Regions from separate parts of the Canis lupus genome. Here region 2 is linked to region 1. The links are chromatin contacts, called in public Hi-C maps. All regions are on one chromosome and are shown on one strand. Each heading gives the region's core, a stretch centred on a gene start, on an enhancer-like site or on the middle of the called end of the contact. The rest is flanking DNA. Distances are from core to core; before and after follow the strand shown.

Evidence for each region. A called contact is a pair of places that touch in the nucleus more often than the background predicts.
Region 2: a contact with region 1 is called in a Hi-C map of blood, with 4 times the contacts expected there. The contact joins the promoter of IRX2 here to the promoter of IRX1 in region 1. A contact is called at or near these places in 3 of 9 Hi-C or Micro-C datasets (amygdala, blood and skin fibroblasts).

The regions. Positions count from the first base shown.
Region 1 is chr34:9,686,095-9,689,819 of UU_Cfam_GSD_1.0, reverse strand. IRX1 (iroquois-class homeodomain protein IRX-1) reads left to right here and starts at 1,587. Exons shown (of 4, transcript XM_038583257.1): 1 at 1,587-1,865. The coding sequence starts at 1,587.
Region 2 is chr34:10,369,500-10,373,224 of UU_Cfam_GSD_1.0, reverse strand. IRX2 (iroquois-class homeodomain protein IRX-2) reads right to left here and starts at 1,960. Exons shown (of 5, transcript XM_038583349.1): 1 at 1,715-1,960; 2 at 12-417. The coding sequence starts at 1,960. It overlaps LOC119867475 (a long non-coding RNA gene), which reads left to right and starts at 1,086. Exons shown (of 4, transcript XR_005383701.1): 1 at 1,086-1,323; 2 at 3,056-3,192; 3 at 3,662-3,725.

The DNA.
Region 1 (3,725 bases), core at 338-2,837:
TGCCCGCGGATGGCCTAGGTCGTCAGCAGCACAGCACACCGAGGACATGGCCCAGAGGCCAGCCAGCCTCCACTCCGCCAACGGAAGTGGCCCAAACCAAGGCTGACACCGCAGTGCGCGGGTGACATTCCTGCGGGTCCAGTGGTCCCTCCCTGCAGGGCAGGGAGTGGTGCCCGGCGCTGGCTGCTGCTAGGAGCTGGCAGGAAAAGCGATCCCGACCCGGGGTGGGTATCCTGGGCACACTCCCTACGTGGTCCGCGGGACCAAGCCGCCCGGGGCACGGGGACGCGGCCTGCCCGACAGATGTGCCGTGCACCGGGAGGCGAGGAGGACCTGCCCCGGTCGTCCGAGCCCCAGCGCGGACCTGGAGCCTGCCCCGAGCGCCGGGTTCACGGCAGTGTCCTCTCGCTCTTCCGGCCGACGACAGACGAGAGGGAGGAAGGCAGGGAGGGAGAGAGAGGGACGGAGGAGAGGACGGCCTGTCCCCGGGCTGGTGGCGGCGCCGCCGCGGGCCGCAGACCGCCACGCAAGTTGGCTTCTTGCACGTGCACACCTAGTGGACAGACGAGGGCCCGGAGCCACACTCGGCTCCTCCATCGCCGGGGCGGGGGCGGAACGTCTCCCTCCCCCCCGCAGTGGCGATTTTCCAGCAAAGACGGTGCCCACCCCCGCCTCCAAGAACCTGTCGCGGCGGCTTCCCGGCTGCCCCGGCTCAAAGTTTTCCCAACTGCAGAAGCCCGCAGAGCTCGGCCGCCTCCCGCGTCTGCACTGCCGGGTGACCCGCGAAGACCTAGGGGCCCGCGGACGCCGCGCCGCGCCGCGCCGAGGGGCACCGGGGTGCGCTCCTGCCCGGGGGTCCGGGGACGCGGAGGCAGCGCCACCTCGGAGGCCAGGCCGCTGCCCGCCGGCCGTCGGCGCCCCAGCGCCGGCCCCGCTGCCCGAGCGGCGGAGGAGCCGGCGCCGAGGGGTTTCCCTGAAAGAGAGACGCACCTCGGCTCGGACGCGGCTCGCCCCGGGGTCCGACAGCTGCGAGCCGGCGCGCGCAGGGCGGGAGACGGCGGCGGGGCCCGGCCGGGAAGCAGCCCGCGGCCGGCGGCCCCGCACCCGCCGCCCCGCAGCTCGCGCGCCCACGGCGGACGGAGGTGGCCCGACCGGCGCGGAGCACCACGTGCTCGCCGGGAGGGGCGGGAGCGGCCGGCTGGGGCGGGCGGGAGGCAGGCGGGGGAGGGGGCGGGCGGGGAGCCGGGGGCGGGGCCAGCGCTCAAGGGGATGCCAATCAAAGCATCAACTTCAAATTGTGTCTGAAAGCCCCGCCGCCGAGCGGAGGGCGGCCGCCGCAGTCGGCGCGGGATCGCGGAGCCGGGCGCAGCCGGGAGCCGGGCGCCAGCGAGCACCGGGCCGAGCAGCAGCCACCGGCCCCCGCCGCCGGGCCGGCCCGAGTGCGCCCGGCCGGCCGCCCGCTCCCACCGCCCCCGCCCCCGCCCCCGCCCCCACCCCCGCCGCGCCGCGCCGACCCCCGCCCCCGCCCCCGCCCCCGCCCCTTTAATACTGCCCGCCGCCGCCGCCGCCGCCGCGGATCCGCGGACATGTCCTTCCCGCAGCTGGGCTACCCGCAGTACCTGAGCGCCGCGGGGCCGGGCGCCTACGGCGGCGAGCGCCGGGGGTGCTGGCCGCCGCCGCCGCCGCCGCCGGCCGCCTCGTCGGGCCGGCCGGGGGCGGCGGAGCTGGGCGCGGGCGCGGGCGCGGGCGCGGCCGCCGTCACCTCGGTGCTGGGCATGTACGCGGCCGCCGGCCCCTACGCGGGCGCGCCCAACTACAGCGCCTTCCTGCCCTACGCCGCCGACCTCAGCCTCTTCTCGCAGATGGTGAGTGCGCGGGCCTGCCCGCGCCCCCGCCTCGGCCGCTCCCCCGCAGGAGCGGGGGAGGGCGGCGAGGGGGGGAGCGAGGGGCGCGGGGAGGCCTGGCCCGCGGGGCGCGCGGCGGCGGGGGCGCGGGGAGGCCGGCGGGCGACGGCCGCGGCGGCTCGGGGCCGGGGGAGGCGGGAGGCCTGGGCCGCGACCCGGGGCTCGGCGGGAGGCGGGAGGCGGGAGGGAGGCCGGAGGCCGGAGGCGCAGGCCCGGGGCGCGCGCCGCGCGGGCGGGAGGTGGGGGCCCCAGGCGCTCGCGCCCCCCTGGGCTCGGCGGGCGGGGTTCCGGCCGCGCGGCCGGGTTCGGCGGGACGCCCCGGGCCGGCCTGCGGACTCGGCTCGCGCGACCTCTCGGGCTTCGGGGGCCGGGCGGGGGGCGCTCGGTGCTCTCCCGCGTCGGTGACTCCTGTGGTTGTGTCCGACTTGGCCGGAGGGAACCCTGGAAAGCCTCGGAGACTTGATCGAAGTAAACCCAACAATGGGGAGATGAGACGGGGCCGGATGGGGTCTCGTATTGGAGGGTGTGCAGTTCTGAGATTTAGCGGGGGGGGGGGGGGGGGGGGGGAGAGTGGAAATGATTTTGGCGTCCGAAACGGTGTTTGCTTTGACTTTCGTTAAGTTGCCAAAGTTTTCATTTCTTTTGCACCGAATGAAAAGCACTTTTCTTTCCGCGTTACATAATGGAGGATTAAAGAAAACAGAGTCCCTGGGCTTAAAATAAATGCTGTCCTCTTAGTCTCCCGTCCCAGTGGGTGTCAGATGGGGGGAGGGAGCTGCAAATTTCATTCTCGGCGGGGCATTCGCCATTCTGTCGGTGCAGAGGATCCATTTTCCCTGGTCTGACTGCAAGGTCGCGCTTAAACTTCGGGCTCCTGGGGAACTGCGCGCGGGCGCGGGGGGCCCGGGGGCCGGGGAGGCAGCCCCTCTGGCGCTGCTGCTGCCCTCGGGGTAAGGGCCGTTTGCAGCCCCCCCCCCCCCACGTGTCCCGGCTCCCCGCAGAAGAAGAGCCAGGAAATAAATACCGGCCCACTGTACACGAGCAAAGCGGCTGGTGGGGTTTTCTGTAACTTTTCTTGTAGTTTTGAAAAGAAAGGCTATTTCTCTGAAAGCGGCCCCAGCTGCCTTTCAGACCGCTCGCTATCGAAAAAGATCAGCTCCCATTTTGTTCTGGCGGCTGGGGATGCCAGGGAAGCGATGAGAGATTTACAAGGTATCCTTTCAAAAAGAATTCCCAGCAGAGAAGAGGCCGAAATGTCCTCCTTACAGTTACAACCAAAATAATTAGAAAAGTGCCAAGTACGCTTTGCAAAGATTGGGCAGAAACGAAATCTGGCCAGGGCAACCTTTTCTCTGTGTTTTCCACCACTAAACTCATTAGTCAAAGAAATATTCTGCTCTTCACAACTTTCTCAGGCTGGGAACCCCCTCTGCTAACATAGCAACTGGACCGTATTTACGTGGAGAATTATCATTTTTTAAACAGAAATTTTGAGTACGGATGTGTGCCATTTGGGACCCCCCTCCATGGTGTTTCTGCAAGAGAAAGGGAGCTGTGTGGTGTGAATCCGCTCCCATTGTAGTGCGATGGGGAAGGGAAATGCTTGATTTTTGGTATCTTATTTTATTTTATTTTTACTAAAGGGGAAACCTTGTAGAAATGCCCCCCTCCTCCCCAAGGTGTATGTATCTGCTACTGGTCTCCCTCCAGTTCTCGGAAAGTAAGCTTCAATCCAAACTCTTCATTCTAGGCCTGGGTTTCCAAGCCGTTATGATTGGAAGTCAAAAGATAAAATTGTGAGTGAATGTCGGTCTGGGCAAT
Region 2 (3,725 bases), core at 711-3,210, 680 kb before region 1:
GGCCTGCTCACCTTCGTCCTCCGCTGACGTCTCGGTGCCCTCCTGCGCCTTGTCCGGGCTCTCTCCCTTGCTCCTGGCGGCGTCGCCCTCGTCCTCGTCCTCGTCCTCGCTTTTGTTCCTGGGCGCCCATGTCATCTTGTTCTCCTTCTTGAGGCGCCGGCGCGCGTTGGCGAACCAGGTGGACACCTGCGTGAGGGTCATCTTGGTGATGATGGCCAGCATGATCTTCTCGCCCTTGGTGGGGTAGGGGTTCTTGCGGTGCTCGTTGAGCCAGGCCTTGAGCGTGGCCGTGGCGTCCCGCGTGGCGTTCTTGCGGTACGCGGGGTCGTTGAGCTGGTACGGGTAGGCCGCGCTGCCGTACGGGTGGTAGCTGATGGCGCCCGTCATCCCGGTCGTATGGGCGTCGTAGGGCGCGCCCTGGAACCAAGGAGAGCCTGGTGAGGGGTGTGCGAGGGCCTGGCCCGCATCAGCCCAAAGCTGACCCCTCCGCCCCCCCCCTCCCCACGCCTCCCTTCCCAGGGTGAGCCCCGCACTGGAGCCTCCTTCCCCGCGGCAAAAGAGCGGAAAAAACGCAGCGCACAGGGCGAGACAGGCTGCAGATTGCGAAAACGCTGCCGTTCTAATCTCGAATTTTTGAACTATTTCACTTTCCTAAAATGACACATCTTCCCCCAAAAGTCCCCGAGCTGCGGGCACAGAGGTACGCAATCATACACACACAGAGACCCACAGGTACTTCCTTGATATCTAAATTTCTCTGGCTGGCTCCCCCTACTCCCCCGTCCCCGCCCTTCTACGGTTAAAAAACCACCCCGGAGCCCCCGCTCCGCTATTCACCGCTCTAAAGCTCGGCAAATCCAATTTGCAACTCAGAAGCCAGTCACCGTTTCGAATTCTTCAAATACGCGGTAATTAGCATTTTAATTCAGCCTTTAACGTTTAAATTCGAGACATTTGCAGCCTCCGCCAAGGCCCCAGTTCCACTGTCGCTGCCCTGGAATTCCACCGAGGGCGGGCAGCGGCGACAGTCCCCCCGCGCCCCACTCCCCCCCCCCTCCGTCCCAGCCTCGATCGTCCGAAACGGGCGTAAGCAGCACCGGGGCCGGGCCCAGCTGCGGACCCGGAGGCCAGCGGGACGACCCCAGGCCCGGCAAGCGGCAGCGGCCCTGGGTACTCGGGGGACCGAAGCGGCATTAGGGTTGCCACACGCCCGCCGCCGCGTCTTTCGGAAGCACGGCCTGTGGGACGGATGAAGGCCGAGATCGCGGCGCGCCGGGCAGGGCCGCGAGCTGCCGCCGGACCCTCCGCTCCCTCCCCCTCCCGGTGAGCCCCCCCCCCGCCCCCAAACCCCGAAAGTCAAGCTTAAGCGCCCGGCCTAGCCCGGGAGGCCCCAGGGGCGCCGAGCCCCGCTCCCGGAGTCCCCGGCCGGCCCTGCACCCTGCGCCTGGCTTGGGCGCGCGAAGGCAGGACGACCCAGGGCACATTCCCGACCCCGGCGGTGTCGCACTTTTCAAGCTCTTTGGGAGCAGCACCCAGGACCCCGAGGGTCGAGGGGGGGACGGACCCCCGGTGTGACGGACGTCGCCGGCGGGCCGCGCTGCCTCCCGCTCCGGCCTCCCGAATCCGCGCCCCCGCGCCCCCGCGCCCCCGCGCCCCGCTCGCGGCCCCCGCGCCCGCCGCTCCGCGTCCCCCCCACCCGCCCGCGCGCCGTTACCATGTAGGACGGGAAGCCGGCGGCGGCGGCGGCGTCGGCCGAGTACTGCAGCGGGCTGCCGAAGCCGGTGGCCGCCTGTGCCGTGAAGGCCGCGGAGCCCGGGTACGGGCTGAACGCCGAGCCCGACGCCGAGCGAGCCAGCTCCTCGCTGCGCGGCGCCGCCAGCGCCGAGGCGCCGTACGCCGGGCACGAGTAGAGCGCCAGCGAGCCGGGCGCCTGGTACAGGTAGCCCTGCGGGTAGGACATGGTGGGCGCGGGGCGCGGGGCCCGCCTCACGCCGAGCAGCCGGCCAGGCGCGCGGCGCCCTCCATCCACGCCCGGCCGGGGCGCGGCGCGGCGGCGGGCGCGGGGGCCCCGGGCCGAGGCAGGCCGGCCCGCGCACTAGCCCGGGAGGCCCGCGGGCCGGGGACGCGGCGGGGCGGCGGGGCGGCGGGGCGGCGGGGCGGCGGCGGCGCGGAGCCGGTGGGCGCAGCCGCGCGCCAGGCCGGCGGTCGGGGTTTGGGGGAGTCTGGAGTCGGGAGTGAGGAGTTGAGGAAGGAGCGCTCGAGTTTCCGAGGGACATTGGAACGCGGAGCTGTCCGTCACGCGCTCATCTGCATATTCGGGCGCCCGCCCCCTCCCCTGCTCCGCCCGCTCCGCCCGCTCCGCCCGCTCCGCCCGCCCCGGCTGCCGGGCCGCGGCCGGGGGAGGGGCGGGGAGGGGAGGGGAGGGCGGAGGAGGAGGCGGGAGGGCGGGGGAGGAGGAGGAGGGAGGGACGCGCAGGCTTTTGTGGCGCAGACGCCAGCCCGCGGCCCGCGGCTGGAGCCCGGTCCTCCCCGGCCGGCTCCTCCCGCCGCCCCCGTCCCCTTCCCCATCGCGCCCCCCGCCGCCCCCTGCACCCCTCCCCGTTCGGCCCGCGAGGACTGGGCGGGGGCCGCCCGCAGTCGGGGACCCTTCTGCGCCGCGAGGAGGCCGGCCCAGGTGACGGCGCGCGTGACCCCGGGCTCGGGGCCAGGATCCGGGGCGGAGGGAGCCGGGCCCTCCTGGGGGTGGCGTGCGCCGCTGTCGCCCCCTCCCTCCCCGGGCTCCTGGGCCTGCCCGGGGAGCCTCCCCGCGTGGCCTCGAGTCCGGTGGCCTGCCCCGCGCCGCCCAGCGCGTGCCTGCGACCCCGGATCGGGGAGGGCCCTGAGGTGAGCTTCTGCTCCCCAGTCCCTAGGGGGACACCCGGGGCTCTGCGTGCCAGGACTTTGCGCTCTTGGGAAGGTGTAGACGCTCGCCGCCAGTGTTTCTCTCGGGAAGATGTCACCCCTGAAACGCTGTACTTGATTGTATTTTGATAAGTTGACTCTTCTTTGGGACAAGTGTCGTAAAGCGCTCCGGAGAATGACTGTCACCGGACAGACCGCCTCTGCACGACGTGAAGACTCGCTGTCGCTGTCGCTCGGGAGGAAGAAGGAGGGCTGCGGGAGCGAGCGCTGTCAGCAGCACAGGTGGCTCAGGTAAAACGAGGGGCTCCGGAGCTCCCTCTCGGGCCCAGAGGCAGGTGCTTAGCCAGGGGCCCCCCGGGACCCCAGCCCCAGAGACCCTTCACTCCCCAACCCTTCTGCACCCCTTCTGCACCTGGGGCGGGAGGATGAAGGCACCTGGTTCCTGGGGTGTCACGGATGGGGGGGTGCCCAAAAGGCACACGGGGTGTCAGTGTGCACTATCCTGGGCAGGGCACCCACCCAACAGGTGCCTTTTCCTCGGAGGCCCTCTCTGGGGTGGGTTACCTGTGCGGTAGAATTGCTGCAGGTGGGAGCTGCTGCGGCCTGCGGCACCTGCCCCACCAACCCTGTTATGGACTTCTGCGGGGGTCCAGCAGGCCCTGGCCTGGCCAGGCTGCAGTGGGGGGACGGAGAGCCTGCAGCCCAGGCCTGCCCACAGCAGAACCTTCAAGACACAGTTAAGCTGTGTTTCTTTTCCTAGGTCCCAGGAAGCCAGTTGCAAACCAGAGTGTTGGGCTTGGGAAGAACCCATCGTCCTTGGCCTG